Regions from separate parts of the Hordeum vulgare genome. Here region 1 is linked to region 2. Evidence: chromatin contacts called from public Hi-C data. All regions are on one chromosome and are shown on one strand. The core of a region is the stretch at or near the end of the contact, and the rest is flanking DNA. Distances in the headings are between cores, read along the strand shown.

Region 1 (5,993 bases), core at 2,822-5,321, 210 kb after region 2:
GCCTAGGTCATCCCGCCTCCCTGTCGGGTGTGTGTGGCCTCCGCGCGCCGCCGTCGTCTCGCCTCCCTGTCGAATGCGTGCGGCCTCCGCGTGACGCCGTCGTCTGGCCTCCCCGCCGGGTGTGTGCGGCCTCCGCGCGCCGCCGTCGTCTGGCCTCCCAGTCTGGTGCGTGCGGCCTGACGGCCGGGGGCGGGGGCGAGTGGCGAGTTTGGGCGGAGGTGGGGCAACGAGCTGAGGCAAGGGCTGGTCGGAGGTGGAGGCGGAGGCGAGGTTACGGGCGACGGCGTCGACGGGATCGCCGAGGCGGTTGTTGTGTGGCTCGAGGACGAGGGGGGCGTCCTTGGGGAGGAGGTCGTGGGGGTCGAAGGGGCGGGGCAGGAGCGACGCCAGCGTGCGCCACTCGGCCTCGCAGGTTTTTCTTTACATGGGCGTGGGAAGAGGAGGTCGAACCATCGCTAGGTTGATAGTAGAGATGTGAAAACTATGTGAGAGATAATGTGACAAGTAAGTGATAGTAATCTGGTAAGTAACGACAAAAAACAAAAGTTATCGAAACATATCGACATGGGATCTAGTTTTGAAGATCTCATCACGATAAAGTCAGTGGTGAAAGCGGATCATTAATTGAAATTTATGAGATAAATCTTTTTTAAAATACAACACCGCTAAGCAAGCTCTTCGAATTTGTGCGCATGAGCCGCCGCACGGAAAAGCGGATGTGCACTGTGTGCAGTTTAGATTTTTCCAAAATTGATATTCTAAACTCATCAATCCCAGCCCAATATGAACCCTGGATCCGTTTGATGAACCAGGAAAACAACGATCCTGACAGGGATTAATCAGTGCTCTCACCGACTATGTTGGTCCACTTGTTTTATCCCTCTTCTATTCCAATCCTCCCCTTCTATACATTGACCCACCTCTTCAGCTCCTTTCCCGTCGGCAAGCGCACGACCACGACGCGAGCGCAACATCCCCTTTCCGTTGTTGTGCGAAGCTTGCTTGACCGTGTGTGGATGCGTTGGCCGTCCGCGGTGGACAGCCACTCGAACCAGCAGCCGTTGCGTTCCGGCTTCGCCGCAGCGTTGTCCTCACTGTGCCCAGTGGCGGAGACAGAGGATGCCAGCCAGGGCCATGACCCTCCCTAACATTAATGATTTAAGCTACAATGAATAGTAATAGTTTTATGTGATAAAATGATGTTTTTTATTGGATCGACCCTTCCTAACAAGGTTTAACTATACTTGGTCCTCCTTATCCTAATTTTCTGGCTCCGCCCCTGACTGTGCCGTCCCGGGCCTCGTGGGAGAAGCCGCTCCGACGACGACTCCTGATTAAGCCGGTCGAGCTGCTGGTACGTGCCACACCCAAGCCCAAGGATGCACGCCGTGTGCTCCTGGCACCACGCGCTCCCATGATGCCGTGCTGCGCCATGGCTTCCAGCAACGCCTTCAGGGCTTTCGTCGAATTGGGTCTGTCGGACGAATGCTACGGCAACGCGGCGTTCTGCGCGGCCGGCAGCATGACGAGACTCCTAACGCGACAGGCACTACAAAGGCAAAGCCGGAACGCATCATGACAAGACTCCTAACGCGGCCACAGAGCAGGGCTGTAGAGCAAGACGCAGCAGAGACTCCTAACGAGGCCACAGAGCAGGGCTGTAGAGCAAGATCACGACAGACAATGTATGGCACGGCAGTAGTGCTGCACACTTGCTGGTCGGAGGAGAGAAGATGAATATGACAGATGGACCCATATAGTCAGTCAGCGAGAATAGAGAGTGATCTCTGCCAGGATTGTTACTTTCCTGACGTGTCAAACATGTATAAACTGATCCAAGGTTTAGATAAGAGCGGCATTAGTAAATACAGGGTGTCAATTTCAGGGATTGAAAGGTTAGGGTTCATTCTCGACGGACGGTATGAATTCAGGGTTTAAAACAAACTTCACTCATAGCAGAAAATAAGTTGATGAAATGTTCAATTTCAAATATGAAACATGAAAAGATTTGATGGAATTATAGATGCATGTCAGCCCAACAGATGAGGCAAAATTGATAGTGCAACTTTGTATCCAATAAACATACGATTCCATGATCCAGAAGGAGGACTGACTTAGGCTCTAACAACAACTTAATCAGTCCAAAGGATACTAGCTAGCATGGGACTTGTTCAGGATGACACCCTCATACTTGACCTGGAACCACTTCATGGCATCTTCCTTGGTCACCCTTTGGTGGATCCCAACACGGGCCTTGCATCGGCGCCGGCGGGAGACACGGTATCCAGCACGCTCCAGAACGACAAAGAAGTCCATACCATAGATACCAGTTGACGGGTCATACCTGACAGAATTAAAACAGTAAGCTTTTAGTATGTAAGCAATAGGATATCAATATTTGCATGCAACCCACAGCTCAGAGGAACGTAAAACACTTTTCAAGAACAAGGTTACAACTAACAAGTTCAGACATATAAATACATAAAAAGTATGTCAACTGATCAAACTTAATGGACAACATACAGGTATAACTGATAGTACCAACAAGGCATTATTGATTCTTTACTTGGGAAAGAGAAATGATATCAGACCTTTTTGAACTAAAGCACAAAATATCAATTGCAGCAACAAACACTAGCATGTACAAAGGGAGGAACTCCAACAGTGTAAAACTTAAGGAGGTACACTAATTGGTAAAATAAGAACAATCATTAAACAATTGGATTCTCTGCTTAAAAGGTGCAATCATTAAACAGATGAGAGTTTTTTATGGAAATTTTCAACTCAGAAACACATTGGGAACAACTGGATCCATCACAGCAAAATAATTTCAGACTGGAGCAACACCTACTCAAGGAACTTCCAAGAACAAACAAATATAAAGTGCAGCAATAGAAAAACATACTAAAAGTATTTATCATGATTATGCATTTCAAACTTTACAAGCATGTGCATGGCAAAATCCTTCTGATGATAAAAGTTAACCATTTTCCGTTAAGATTACTACAACATGCACATAAGGAAACCCCTGTGATAACTCCACAACGATTTTTAATAGAAGAATACATCAGACAAGAAACTTTATGTTGAAAATATCACAGCTTACAATAAAGTGATATAAGTGAACCAAAATTATAGTCCTACCTATATAATTCGCATATATAAAATGCAGCCAGAACTAAGTACAGGAAGATTATCTTACTTCATGCCAAGATCAATGTGCTCCTGAATACCAAACCCAAAGCAACCAGTGTCACTGAAGTTCCTCCTCAGGAGCTCGTACTCCTTCACCTTCAGCCCACTCTCGAGAAGCTGCATTGCCTTCTCACCCCTGATTGTCACATAGCAGGCAATCTTCTCATTACGACGAATGCCGAAAGACCTGACAGTGTACCTCGCTGCAAAGATAAAACCGCCATGACCATAAGCACCCCTGGGTGTTGAAACCAGACAAGAATTGTCGAGCAAACTTTAGATCGTGGACAATATCTTACCCTTGGAGAAAACTGGCGACTGCCCGCTCAGCTGCTCCAACACCTGATGAGTAAATTCGTATAAATTAGACTCGCGTCTCAAAAAAAAATGTGCAAGCACACATAAGATGAACAACGTAGAGCACTTCGGGATAAATTTCATTTGGAGTGGATTGCGAAATTGTAGATCTATGACCATACGCACTGAAACAATATCAGATACAGCGAAGGATTTTAATTGTTCTTTTGTCGAGGAGACCGTGTTGCGTGACGGGATTGATGGGTCGGGGATCTATGATACCTTGGCAGCGCGAGTGAGGCGATCGCCGCTCTCGCCGACGGAGATGTTGAGGACGAGCTTCTGCACCTTGATCTCCCGCATGGTGTTCAACTGTTTCTTTTCAGTCGACTGCGAGGGACAAACGCGTAAGAACAAAGGGACACGCAAGAAATGGCGAGCGTTGGCATCGCGGCAGGAGTAGGAGAGCTCACCATGATGATCTGACCGGGGAGGCCGCCGGTGGAGAGGAAGCGGACGATGGGAGGGTTTTGGTTCTGGGTGTGGCTGCGGCGGCGGAAACCCTAGAAATCTCCCGGGTCTTATATAGGGGGGGCGCTGGAGGTTGCCGAGCGACGATTTCGCGGAATGGCGTGGGGGGCTTGGAGTGGTCCGATCAATGGATGGACGGCTAGGATATTCAGCTCGGCTTGTGCTTTCTTACTAGCTGGGCTGTTGAGGTTCTCCGGCCCAGCCGGATGGCTAGCTGGACCGGACTCCCGGCCATATTCAATCCAACCAATCTACATTCTAGAGGCCCCTGAAAAAAATACATTTTAGAGTTTCTTACAAAAAAAAAAACTTAGAGCAATGTTTCTCTTCAAAAGATAAATCTAGAACATGAGAGTTTTACTCCAAATACAATGTCGGACCTCTACAAAAATGCAACTTTATCCCTTTGGGCAACAATCTTTTCACTATTTTTATAGGCCATGGTCTACGATAATCGTCTTATGTGTGTCGGACAGAGTCAACTTCTTGAGTTTTGTTATCGGTTTTGCTTTCTCTCCGGGTTTGATTGGGTTGACAAAGAAGTTAACCGATAAGGGGTTTAACAGACCCTAGCTTTCCATAGAAGTCTAGATTGAATTTCGACTTTCCTCCATGTCATGTCCGGTATGTACCTTCTAGCTAAAATATCAAAAAAAATACATCATAAACGTATCATTTTTATAAGAGAATTAAATTGTATTGCGAGTGATACGATAGGGCTAAAACTCGATGTTATACAATCACTGGTGACCACTCATAGTAGCTTTGATCTCCTTCACTCAAGTGTTTTTCGATAGTCTGTACTCATCAAGAACTTGATTCACCAACGTACACTCATTATTTGCAGTTGTGTGTTAGTGAAACTAGGGCATTTTGTTGTTCCTAGAGGCTCCACCAAATTAACATTGCAAGAAAGTCAAAGTTCCCTCACGACATCCTCTTGCAAGTTCTTCTTATTAAGATCTCTGTGATAAAAGGCAGTTTTATGCACGCTTAGGTGCTAAGCAACAAAGATGCGTGTCTAGGGTCATGCTAGGGTTGTAAACATGGTCAAGTTGAGGCAAGCAGGAAATATGTCATTCCATATGAGATCATGTCATATTGCGGTAACTGACAATATGAGTGTTGGTAGTTTATTAATTTACATGCTTTAAATTAATGTATATACACATATAATATTCAAGGTGCATACATGATAGTCATAACTATATGACTGCATGTGTTGCGATGTATGGGTCGTTCTGTAATGATTTTCACAAATTAGAGGGGGCATGAGGAAGAGCATGAAGGAGAAGGACAACAAGATGAAACACAAAGATAGCTAGTGTAGCATACTTGTTGAAGCACACTAGGCAAATGCCCGAGCGTTGCAACGAGACTTTATATAAAAATAATAATGAGGTAAACTTTACTTTATGTATTCGGAACATTTGCAGCTACGTGAGCTGCAAGGATATCCTTCACAAATGTGTTTCTTTGAATGATTTTCATAGCACACAAGGATTTAGGTTAAACTTCAATATATGTAATATTTAAAGAATGGTGGAGTAAATCATGTTGGGGGATGATCTTCAATAAAAATGTTGAGGTACCATGACTTAAAGTGGTCTAAAACTCTAAATGCAACACCCCTTCACGTGCATGGTGTGACATTAAAAAGAAAAAAATGTCATGATACAAAATATTTAAATTGACATGTTATGTGTTTTATTTGTCTAAAACCAAAAGTCACACAAAATAAAAATGATGTGATTCAGAATTAAGAATGTCATGCCAATAAAAATAAATTTAGCTCGCTAAAAGATAAAAAGAATGCCACGTTCTTAACAATAAAATTGCATGCTCTTGATCACAAAAATGCCATCATAAAAAATTCCATGCTATGTAGTTTCTTCATCAAGAAAATCATGCAAAAAGATTGCAGTGGTTCTCAAATTAGAATTGGCATGCCATTCAATATATATTCACCA
Region 2 (6,074 bases), core at 202-2,701:
CCAATCTACGAAATAACAGAGCATTTGAGTCATTTCAGCACGTTTCAGCACCAACCGCGGTTGCTACAACACAACTACCAAACATGTGCATCTTGGTTCCAACCTTTCAATCGCAACTAGTAACCGGAGCTGCTCCTTCCAGCCGGAGCTGTTGCAGTTGCAATCGTGAAAGTTGCATCCCAAACAAACATACCCTAAACCTACTTATGATCCTACACCCTCGGAGCTCATTGTTGAATTTCTTAACAAACGATGTAAGTGTGGGTTGATGTTAATAAACTAGCCGTGAAGATCTTCCGGTCAAAAAATTAAAATCGGCAAACCGTTTAAATTGTCTACTTACTCCTATCTAGACATTGTACTTCATTTTTTACTAATGCATATCTCATACTATACATATATGTTGAGTATAGAACACGAAACCAGACTATCAAAGCATTGCTATCCAGTCTCGCATACTATATATTATTCAATAACCAATATGTAAAAATGTCCGAATAATTTTACTTCTACAAACATATCTCATAAAAACTGAATAAGTCTTGGCCATGTCTCAACCCCAGTGTGGTTGATCACCCTGCCGGACCAGCTACTGCCTACTGATCATCATTTTTAGTGCTGGCTAGCAATGTTATTACTTGGACAAAAACACATATCTATCATGTAAAAGATGTCATATTTTTGGTACTAAATTAATAAGGAGGCAATAAAATGCTGTGGATCTTTGGGTCTTGGGTGCAAATGCACCTCAAATTGGATTTTTTTAAGAAGTATTGTAAAGTTAGTCAAAAATTTCAGAAACTTCTTTCAAACAAGAATGATGCGGTGTTATGCTCATGTGACTCTTCGCGAAGGATTGAGGTTCATGGTATTCTAGGCGAAGCAAAACAAAATTGACACTATATAAACATATTCACACATTTTGTTTCTGCCACGCAGTCCACATAAGTCACTTCTTCGCGAAACTTTTTACATGAGTATAACACTACAAGGTTCTTGTCTCCAAAAAGTTCCAGAATTTTTTAACTCTTTTTGTAATTTATAAATCATTTTTTTCAAAGAGGTTGCTTGGAACCCAAAACCAATTAGGTATTTCCGGGCATTAAAATGACATATATAACACCAGAAAGGTTCTCCTATATGACATGAATGCGCCAGCAATTTCTCCGATAAGTACCGTTGTATATTTGTGCAGGAATTAGTGTACCACTTTCACTAGAAAATTTCTCCAACGAATACCCTCGTATATTTTCAATTTCTGGCAGGAATTGAAAATATGCCGTAAATATATTTTAGCGGCACTGTTTATCCTTTTGACGAAGAAATGAATCCCATTACTCGGCAATAAATGTGACACGGGTACTCCCAGCAATTTGACCCTGGACCTGGAGCCTCGTCTAGTCTAATCCACCTCCCCACTAATCCACCAGCTGTTTACACCGGGTCAGCTAACCGCCCTCTCAATAGATCAACGTCACTCCCCATCTTGTTCCTCTTGGTCGCCACCACCCCCACTGGTCAAAGGCAGCGCCACCCACATCACAGTACAAGCCAAGGCACGCCAAGGCAGAGAGGAGGACCAGGCGTAGGTGGATGCTGTGAGCCCGCCTTGTCGGCCCCCATTCACACACCAGGCACATGGAGCATCCGGCGCCGGCGCCGGAGCCGATGCTGCTCGACGAGCAGCCCCCCACCGCAGTCGCCTGCGAGAAGGTAACCGGATCTGTGCTGGGATGGCGTTGGCCGTGTGTTTCTTGCCGTGGTGTTCCGTTGAGCTAATGTTTAGCGTGTTGGCGCTCTTGCTGAGCAGAAGCAGCAGGATGGCGAGGCGCCGTATGCGGAGGGGAACGACGCCATGACCGGCCACATCATCTCTACCACCATCGGCGGCAAGAACGGCGAGCCCAAGCAGGTGAGCTGAGCGTCTCTTATGTTTCCCATGTGTCTCTTGGCCTGAGCTTGCACGGCCAGTTCTTGCCTTGGTGAGATGTATGTGGATCCTTGGTTAGGTTTTTCTTCGTTTACGGAGAACAAAAAGAATGATAGACAGCGGCTGAATTTATCAAGGACGATGGAGCTTGTCAGCCTATTTTTGCAGTGCTCATTTGTTTGATCCTCATGTAACTATGGTTTGCTCAAGAGATCTGTTCCAAATATGCCTGTGTGGTGTTCAATAGTGTGGGTTTTCGGGACAAATTTGGACGGCCTCAGTTAGATTTTGGATGATGCCCCTTTGGCGCCCAGTTGGTAATGTCCTGCTTTGTTTTTCAGACGATTAGCTACATGGCAGAGCGCGTTGTGGGCACTGGTTCGTTTGGCATCGTCTTTCAGGTGATTGCTCGAGCCATTGCTTGTTTCCATGTTTGTGTTGTTCACCATCAGCCTGATGTTTAGTGAAATGGTTGCATGTGTAGGCTAAATGCTTGGAAACTGGGGAGACGGTGGCCATTAAGAAGGTACTGCAGGACCGGCGGTACAAGAACCGTGAGCTGCAGCTTATGCGTTCGATGAACCATTCCAATGTTGTCTCCCTCAAGCACTGCTTCTTCTCAACCACAAGTAGAGATGAGCTGTTTCTGAACCTTGTCATGGAGTATGTCCCGGAGACGCTCTACCGCGTGCTTAAGCATTACAGTAATGCCAAACAGGGGATGCCACTTATCTATGTCAAGCTTTACACCTATCAGGTTTGTGAATTGCCAATGAATAAATGTGAAATGTGTGCCTGTCATTGTGCAACTATTCTAAGTCAATTTGACATTGGTGGCAGCTATTCAGGGGGCTGGCGTACATTCATACTGTTCCAGGAGTCTGTCACAGGGATGTGAAGCCACAAAATGTTTTGGTATGTATCGGTGAACACTGGCTGTGTGCATCACTTGATGCAGAGGACGGGGTCTTCCCCTTTCCGGAATAAAATGTATCAGTGAACACACTGAACAGATTTGCTCGGTTATCATGCATGGCTTTTCATGTTTGATTTTGAATTTGCTTCCTTATACAGGTTGATCCTTTAACACATCAAGTTAAGGTCTGTGACTTTGGAAGCGCAAAAGTTCTGGTATGTTGGCTCTTTCCCCAAGAGTTTGGTGATACATACACACTGCTTAGATCCATTTGTCCTGTCGTGTAGACTACTCATTCTATTCAATATTGAACCAGAATTGGCATCATGGTCTGTGCTATTTTGATTTATCCTTACTGTTTTAGGTTTATAGCTAGTCAGTCGTTAAGATTAAAATTAAGTCACTTTTATACACTTTACAATTTGACTTCTTCAGATAGCATTGGTTATAAACTATTATCTCTGTATTGCGCTTATTCCCTACTGGCATGCTGAATTCTTGCTTTAGCCGAAAGTAAAGTTTCTGATCTTCACTTCATTTGATTACATTGGGTGTCCGACACTGAATATAAAATTTAGTTCCTTTGCTACAATATCAACCTGCATAGTACTTTGATGTTACTTACCTGCTAATCTGATATCATTTTTCTTGTGCTGCTCTATCAGGTGGCGGGTGAGCCCAATATATCATACATATGCTCACGCTACTACCGTGCTCCGGAGCTTATATTTGGTGCGACTGAATATACATCATCGATAGATATATGGTCAGCTGGTTGTGTTCTTGCAGAACTGCTCCTTGGTCAGGTTAGTTCCTTCGTTTTATTCACATATTTTGCAACCTCCTAGGTTCCAACTAAGATGTCAATACTGTAGTTTCTGATCTTCCATTTCTTTTTGCTAGCCATTATTTCCAGGAGAGAGTGCAGTCGATCAACTCGTAGAGATAATCAAGGTCTGCAAACATTCCATATCTCTCTCTTTCGCTTATACTATTAAATGATGTTGACCTTTGTGATGTTCTTGTAGGTTCTTGGAACACCAACTCGGGAGGAAATACGTTGCATGAACCCGAATTATACGGAGTTTAGGTTTCCGCAGATAAAAGCTCATCCTTGGCACAAGGTAGACTTGCAATCTCATTCATGTCCAATCATTTATTACATTTGTTTTTATTAATATATGTGGCTCACTGTTATTAATACAGTCCAGCCATATATAAGATCTGCTGTAATATACTTTAAGGTATATAACAATGTGATGTGATGCCTATGTTTACTGATTGCTCTTTGCTGTGATCAGGTTTTTCACAAGAAAATGCCTCCTGAAGCCATAGATCTTGCTTCACGTCTTCTTCAATATTCACCAAGCCTCCGCTGCACTGCTGTAAGTTTTTTTTTTTTTTGACGTTGCTTGCTCTTCTAGGTGTTTGCCTCTGCAAGTAGTAGAGGAACAGATGAATGTAAATGTGAATGGTCTTTTAGAGACAATCGATATATAATTCTCCTTATTGTTTGTCAAACTAGATTGATCAGTACTAGTCTTGTATGACCATCATAATCCAGTACCATAGATCGATGCTTGGCAGAAGACGAGTTGACATTTAGTCGTCCTATAACACGTTTTGCTATAGCATGATGGCGATACTCATGCATTTGAATATCTGTATGCAGCTTGACGCATGCGCGCATCCTTTCTTTGATGAGCTACGGGAGCCTAACGCGCACCTGCCAAACGGACGCCCGTTCCCACCTCTGTTCAACTTCAAGCATGAAGTAAGTGCATCAGAGAAAAACATAGGCCGCTCATTAACAGATATGAACATGTATGCAACCTGTTTGTCCTGTTGTGCTTATGGGATCTGCATTTTGTCTGCAGCTGGCCAATGTTTCACAAGACCTCATCAACAGGCTTGTACCTGAACATGTTCGCCGACAAGCTGGTCTCGCTTTCTTGCATGCAGGGAGCTAAATATGCACACGGGTGCCCTCAACCCTGCACCTTGTTGTTTTGCCATGGGCGAAGGGTGGTGGTTTAAGATGGAGGCAGGTCAGATGATCCCTGGAGTGATATATGCCAGATTCCAATTATCAGAAGTACCGGTAGAGCACCGAGGAATAACAACTGTGTAGATCATCTGCCAGGGAAGGAGCCTTGCTTGAGTATTCAGTAGTGAAGTGGTAATATCATTCGGATTGGTGTACCGGTTGAGGAGATGGAAACAGCATAGCCTTAGGCCATGGACCGAGTTTTCTTTCAGTTTTTGCCCTATTGTAAGAGTTAATAGCTTCTTAATGTATTGTACTAGCTCGTATGTTGTCAACTGTCTCGTTCTCCATTCCTGATGTAAATTGTTGCAGTAAACTTCGCTGTTCAATAAGTTCCCTGACATGCAGAGCTTGCACGCCAACTTTTTTTAGCCTCAATTACATGGAGGTACCGTAGACTGGAACACACCACACACACTTGCTATGTGTCTATGAAAGTCCTTTTTTTCTTGAAAAGGAGGACTAGAGCAATTCCCAAACGGACGGCGCTTTTTGTCCGTTTGGGTTGGCCGGCTGTTCGGCGTTTGTCCTGTTTTAGATTTGGGTCGGCACTACGTCCAATGCGTTGACCCATACGTGTCGGCGTGGCTGGTTGGCAACCCTATTTCAATAAATAACTCATTTTTGCATTAAAATATATAGTTTCAACCGAATAAAATAACATAGTTTTACAAGTTGGATAAAAGTAAAAATCTCTTACATAGTTTTGCAAGTCGAATAAAGAAGATACATCTATTGGTTGCCAACATGAATCTACGTATGCTCAACTAAATCATTTTGCAGTTGCACGTGAGTTTCCCAATCATGCATGTCATGATGAAATTGGATGAAATGTTTAAACCTTGCCGCTCCTCCATGCTCAGGCACAACATTCTCACCCTGAAACTGAAACCCTTGATCGTACGTTCGGGCGCTCATCTTCTACGATGCAGTCATCGCCTCCCATAATTTCTGCGTGCTCGAGGTATTAGCAGGATACCGAACGATGCCCCATCGAGATTGCAAAACACCAAAGGCATGCTCGACATCCTTCCTAGCACTCTCTTGCTCTTGGGCAAATCTTTTCCTCTTCTCTCCGACAGGGTCGGGGATTGTCTTGACAATAGTGGTTCACTCAGGATAGATACCGCCATCCGTAGTATCCTTTGTCATAGTTGTGTCCGTTGATAGTAAAGTTCACC

Evidence for each region. Hi-C and Micro-C count contacts between places; a contact is called where the count stands out from the background.
Region 1: a Hi-C map of seedling shows a contact between it and region 2, with 4 times the contacts expected there. The contact joins the promoter of LOC123427513 here to the promoter of LOC123427504 in region 2. A contact is called at or near these places in 3 of 6 Hi-C or Micro-C datasets (leaf and seedling) and 1 of 1 datasets of contacts at active chromatin or transcription factors (embryo).

Annotation. Positions count from the first base shown.
Region 1 is chr1H:150,500,508-150,506,500 of MorexV3_pseudomolecules_assembly, forward strand. LOC123427513 (60S ribosomal protein L11-like) reads right to left here and starts at 4,072. Exons shown (of 5, transcript XM_045111585.1): 1 at 3,966-4,072; 2 at 3,775-3,882; 3 at 3,495-3,537; 4 at 3,203-3,398; 5 at 1,984-2,344. The coding sequence starts at 3,968. The coding sequence ends at 2,152.
Region 2 is chr1H:150,294,034-150,300,107 of MorexV3_pseudomolecules_assembly, forward strand. It overlaps LOC123427504 (shaggy-related protein kinase GSK2), which reads left to right and starts at 1,452. Exons shown (of 12, transcript XM_045111576.1): 1 at 1,452-1,713; 2 at 1,811-1,912; 3 at 2,272-2,331; 4 at 2,415-2,687; 5 at 2,771-2,845; 6 at 3,005-3,061; 7 at 3,512-3,652; 8 at 3,750-3,800; 9 at 3,875-3,970; 10 at 4,148-4,231; 11 at 4,519-4,620; 12 at 4,724-5,240. The coding sequence starts at 1,639. The coding sequence ends at 4,816.